Linked DNA regions of Mus musculus: region 2 is linked to region 1. The links are chromatin contacts, called in public HiChIP or PLAC-seq maps. All regions are on one chromosome and are shown on one strand. Each heading gives the region's core, a stretch centred on a gene start, on an enhancer-like site or on the middle of the called end of the contact. The rest is flanking DNA. Distances are from core to core; before and after follow the strand shown.

The links. HiChIP or PLAC-seq counts read pairs in DNA pulled down with a chosen protein or histone mark.
Region 2: a FOXA1 HiChIP or PLAC-seq map of pancreatic cancer cells shows a contact between it and region 1. The contact joins the promoter of Vps25 here to the promoter of Stat5a in region 1. A contact is called at or near these places in 2 of 39 promoter capture datasets (erythroid cells and liver), 1 of 484 Hi-C or Micro-C datasets (embryonic stem cells) and 4 of 115 datasets of contacts at active chromatin or transcription factors (embryonic stem cells, memory CD8 T cells, pancreatic cancer cells and 1 more).

Annotation. Positions count from the first base shown.
Region 1 is chr11:100,857,979-100,860,678 of GRCm38.p6, reverse strand. It overlaps Stat5a (signal transducer and activator of transcription 5A), which reads right to left and starts at 1,328. Exons shown (of 20, transcript NM_011488.3): 1 at 1,099-1,328; 2 at 103-195. It also overlaps a transcript of Stat5b not described here.
Region 2 is chr11:101,252,450-101,255,149 of GRCm38.p6, reverse strand. Vps25 (vacuolar protein sorting 25) reads right to left here and starts at 1,443. Exons shown (of 6, transcript NM_026776.5): 1 at 1,343-1,443; 2 at 974-1,119; 3 at 154-207. The coding sequence starts at 1,395.

The DNA.
Region 1 (2,700 bases), core at 79-2,578:
TGTCAGGCCGTGGGGACTCCAGGGTGCTAGATCCCAGGGACGTGGCTGCAGCCTAGATCCTCTGTCCACGCGCCGCGGGCGGAGTCACGGCGACCCACCCACCTGGTGCTGCGGAGCGCCTGCGGCTGTCGCTCCAGGCCGGGGCTTCTGACGGCTCCTGACGGCTCTTGACGGCGGCGGCGGTGGAGGCTGTTACTACAGGAAGGAGCAGAGAGCAGCGATTTCCTCCTCAAAGGTCAGCTGCCTCCGATAGACCAAACACAGCGCGCGAGCTCGCCCCAGCACCCCTCCCAGCAGCGGTCGCTCCCTCCTTGCCTCCGCCCTCGATTACCGGCGCCCCGGCGAGTGCGCCAGGGCGCCCCGCTTACAAGACCGACCACTAGGCTGGGCGGCGCTGGGCTGAGGACAGCCCCTACAGCGGGGTGCCCCCTCCCTACACACACACTGGGACTCCCGGTCTGTGCTCCCCTGCGGCTCCGGGGGTGGGTGGGTGGGGAATGAGGGAGGAGCGTCCTGGGACAGCTGAACTGGAGCAGCCAGAGGGTGCCGGGAAGTCCCAAACTCTGAAAATCCCTAACTAGGGCCTCAGTTTTATCATCTGTTAAAAATAAATAAATAAAATAAAAGAGGGGGAGGAAGAAAAGAAAAAAAAATCTACCTAGAGATGGCTCCTACCTCTGGAGTCAACTAGTCTGTCTCTAGATTTACAAAGTTTTGTGTGTGTGTGTGTGTGTGTGTACACGCGCATGTTCAGGTAAGGGTGCATGTGGCTTCTATGCCTGCAGAGTCAAAACTTTAGAAGGACTGGCGATCCCAGAGAAGCCAAGCCTACTTCTAAGGTCTCCCACCTAGCATGACTTCCACCACATGACCTTCCCCCTTAAAGCCGAGCAAGAAAGACCTTGGTAATCATAGGTTTCAACCCCCCACACCCCCTTCTGACCTTTGCAGGTAAGAAACGTCAATCCAGAGAAGAGAAGGGGCCTGCCCAGGACCTCACTGTGGTCACATCACAGTCTCATCATCAGACTGTGACCCACAAACCACTCGGGAGTCCATCCAGTGACCTAGAAGGGTCACACCTGAAGCTGGTCCTACCTTCTAAACAGGCGCAGGAAGGGGTAGCCGGCACTTTCTAACTTCACATCTGCCTGCAGACTTTGCCGGGCAGCAGACCTGCTCCCTGGAGCTTTGCCTGGATCATAGTCCCCATCCCGAAGAGTTCCCCTCAAGGCCCAGGGGTTGGACAAGGCCAGGCTGGAAGTCTGCCATCCCCTTTGCCCAGCTTCCCTCTCCTCTGGGCCTCCTCTCTGCCTGGAAGTTGGCATGGGCAGTACCAAAGGAGGGGCCAGCCTGGCTGCCTACTCGAATACCATCCGGGCCAAGACCCAGTGGCCTGGAGGGATCATTTTAATTGGCTTCCTCTCTTACTAATTTCTTCTTGTATCTTTTCTTTCCATTCCGAGTTCCTGATCCTTCTTTCTGGTCTTTGGACCTCCTCTTTTACTCTTTTTTTTTTTTTTTTCAACTTTAGAGGTGGGGAAAACCTGAACCTTTTCTGCAGAAGTTGAAATGTCTGGGCTGTCCCCGCCCTCTGTGTGTGGTCACAGTGACTTTACTTGGCAGGATCACGAGGAAAGGAATTGAAAACAGGGGGGGGGGGGGTTTGCAAGGAGGATCAGAGGATGGGAGAGACCTTGCTCTTCAGATGCTCTGCCAGGACCAGGTAGGGTAAGGGGCTCAGGAGGAGTAGGCATAAGCCTTTTCCCGTCTTTCCCCTCTACTCTGTACAATGGATTGACCGGGAGCCAGTTAGACCCTCCGCTCCAGATGAACATCAACATGCAAAGCTGCCAGTGGCCTTAAAGGTGACTTTACCAATGGGAACAATAAAAGGCCAGATAGGGGAAGTGACTTGACCAGACTCTTGGAGCCAGTGTGACAGATCCAAGCCCATTGCCTCATGGTAGGTGGACCCCACTTGGCACCTGTGTCCCCCAGTCTTTCACAGTGGACGTGACAGTAGATTCATTAGGTTTCCTAAGTTCTCTGAGCTACATCTGTAGGCAGAGGACCACGCTGGTCATGCCCTCCATCTGGACACCTGAGAGTGGGTGTGGTACAAGAACTGCCCACCCACTTCCAGGCATTGACTTCTCCAGACCCCTCCCCCAGGACCCACAGAAGTCTGGGGCTCCCACATCTGGCTGGGCTGGGCTGGGCTTGCTGGGAAGGTGGTTAGGCCTGCTTACTCAAAAGCTAGCGGGGAGGTGCCACCCAGCAGAAGTGTAGGAGAGTCTGCAGAACCCACTCATGTCCCCAGACCTTACCAGGACCCAAAGGTAGCTGGCTCCCTGCCTTGCTTCTGGCTCTCTCCTCATTGGGCCGTTTTGAGGTTCCTAATCCTTGTATCTTTAAACATCATTTTCTTGTTTCTTATCACTATTGTGTGTGCATATGCTGTGGCCCTCCTGTGGAGGGAACAACAACCATGGAATAATGTCTCTCTGTCAACCGTGCTTGCCAAACTTGCTTGGCAAGCGCCTTTACCCACTGAGACGTTTTGCCAGTTCATCTGGTTGCATCTTCCACTGCTCCATTCTACCTTTTTCTATGCCTCTGCTATCTCGAAGATACTCACTGGGCAGGTGGGGTGTGGGGCAATTTTACAGCTTTCCCAAGATGGGCGCTGAGGAAGGA
Region 2 (2,700 bases), core at 194-2,693, 390 kb before region 1:
AACCACATGGTGGCTCACAACCATCTGTAATGAGATCTGATGCCCTCTTCTGGTGTGTCTTAAGAGAGCAATGGTGTACTCATATACATGAAATAAATAAATATATCTTTAAACAGACAAACAAACCAACAGGTATCTGAGAACTGAACCCACCTTTCTTTCTCAGTTCTTCTAATACAATCTGAATTGACTCCACAGGAAGTTTCCCTGGCTTAAGGTTAAGGGAATGGCCTACATGTAAATTAGGTTAAATAAAACATTTTCGGAGTTCGGCCCACGATAAAGAATGATCTAGCCCCCTCCTTTCCCTGCCATACATACATGCAATTTTTGAAGAAGATATGTTTGCATTTCCTCAATATTCTGGAAAAGGAGGTAAAAAGAAACTTCCAGTTAGAAGGAAGAACTAGCAAAGTGTGTTACAGGCCTGTAATACCAGCTCTTATGGGATGGACACAGGAGAATCACCAGTCCAAGGCTGGGCTGGGCTATAGAGATCAGGTCTCAAATAAAAGGCAAGAGTTTTAGAAAATAAAGGGTGTTACCCTTTACTTCATTCTCTGTGCCTTTTTCTCCACAAATTTTACCTATGAATCAGAGAGCAAAAATAAATGACCCTCACTTCCTGGGAGAGGTGGGGCAAGTCAAAAAAATTATTAAAGATGGTTTGGGATTTGAGGCTCACAGAGAGGAGATTCAAATAGTTTTAAAGGGTCCAGTGTGTAAAGCTTGGGACTTAAAGACCCCAGCACTCATTAACTAGGGTAAAGGGAGCTTGCACTGCCTGCAAAAGTGCATATAAAATGATTATCTGCCATTTAGTTTTGCTGTTTCCCAAGTCCAGGTTGAATAGAAGCCTGCCTACTGTGGGTAAAGGGAGGTGGGGAGATGCAGTCTGGGCATGTAGAAAAGTGTGGGAGTGCGTGTGTGTGGGGGCTGGGGGTGGGCTATGGAAGAGCCTGAGGGAGGATACGCTGTAGCTTGACGTTGTTGAAAAGCGGGCTCTCCTGGGCTTCCATCACCGTCATGCTGGACTGTTTGTGCAGGCGGCAGAAGGACAGAACCAGAGAGCACCAGGCGGCCAGCTGCTTCTGCCGGGTGTCCACGTTCGGCTGTAACCTGCCGGGCGAAGGGAGCAGGACGAGGAATTAAAGCGTGGAAGAGGGCGGCAGCAGCACCAGCCTAGCAGCACGTTAGGGGGAGACAGTGACGGGCTGGCTGGACAGGAAGGCGGCCGGCAGCTCCCGTCTCCCCCGGAACCCCAAGTGAATCATCAGGGCTGAGCCCTGGGCCCCGGGGACGGGAGGGAGCTACACTGGGCTTCTCAGGGTCTGAGCCTCACGTAAAGAAGGGCGGGAAGCGGTACTGCCACGGCCACTCGAAACTCATCGCCATCGTAGTAGCCCAGAAAACCCGGAACCGACAAGGGGCTTCCGGTCTCCGCCTCAGCATGTCCGGGCTGACAGCACAGCAGAAAGGTTCCGGACTCCTCTCGGGAGGCGCCGCAGTGGGATGGGAACGGTTCTTGTCACCAATCTGCTGCTGTCTAAAGAAAAACTTCAACATGAAGCGCAGGAGTTCTGGGTCTTGTCGCTTAAACAGAGGGAAACGGGGGCGGGGGGGGGGGGGGGGGACGACGACACGTAGTTTCCCTCTGCAAATTGCGAGGTCAGCCGAACGCAAGTTAGAATCCACATCTGGAGGCTTCACCTTCGTGTCGGTTGCCAATTTAAACTCATGATGCCGAAATTTCCTGCATTCCCACCCAGGTTGACTTCACTCTTAAATTTCCTGTAGGATCATGGGAGCATATTGTGTGGTTTGCATCGCTATACGCGATTTTCAAAGAATCAAAACTTATTGCTTTTTTCAAAGAATCAAAACTAACGTTTAGCTCTTAACCTCTTCCTTTCTAGACCCCAGACTTGGAATCCCTTTGGCTTCATCTGACTCATACCCAGCCTACACTAGTCAGATCTGTCCCTTTGCCTGCCTAAACTACGGGTCAGTTCCCAAACCAGAATTACTGTTTCCATTCTCCCAACAGTACTTCCACTGCTGAGCTGTGGAAAATTGCTGAAGACCAACCAGAACATGTTTACTGAGTCCCGGGCTCGCTGACTAATCTCACTACTGGACTCTCAGGGGAGCCTTGTTGGATCTAGAAATACAAGTTTGGGAGTCTTCTGACCTGACATGCAATATGAACCCATTTAAGGGATAAGAGCACTAAACAAAAGGTGTATTGAAAAGAAGGCTGACCTTGGGCTGCTAGGAGATGCTCACCTTTAAAGAGCGAGAAGAAGCTGGGCTGTTTTCATTGATTCCCTGTTATCCTCATTCAAAATAGTCCGCCTGTGTCTATCTTTCTGTTCCCTGAAGAATTATTGTGAGAATCCCTTAATCTCTCTCTGTCACAATGTTTAATTCATAGCTCCAAAGCTCCTCCCCATTTTTTCTTCCTTTGCCTTTTGAACTCAAAACTGCCATTCTTCCTTTACAAGTAACGTGTTGCCTCAATTTTTCAATTTCTTTCCGGATATCACTATCATCATGCCTCCCTCCCTTTCTGTGTAGCTCACTTTATTTCTATTTAAAAGTAATGTTAGGGCTGGTGAGATGGCTCAGCAGGTAAAGAGCACTGACTGCTCTTCTGAAGGTCCTGAGTTCAAATCCCAGCAGCCACATGGTGGCTCACAA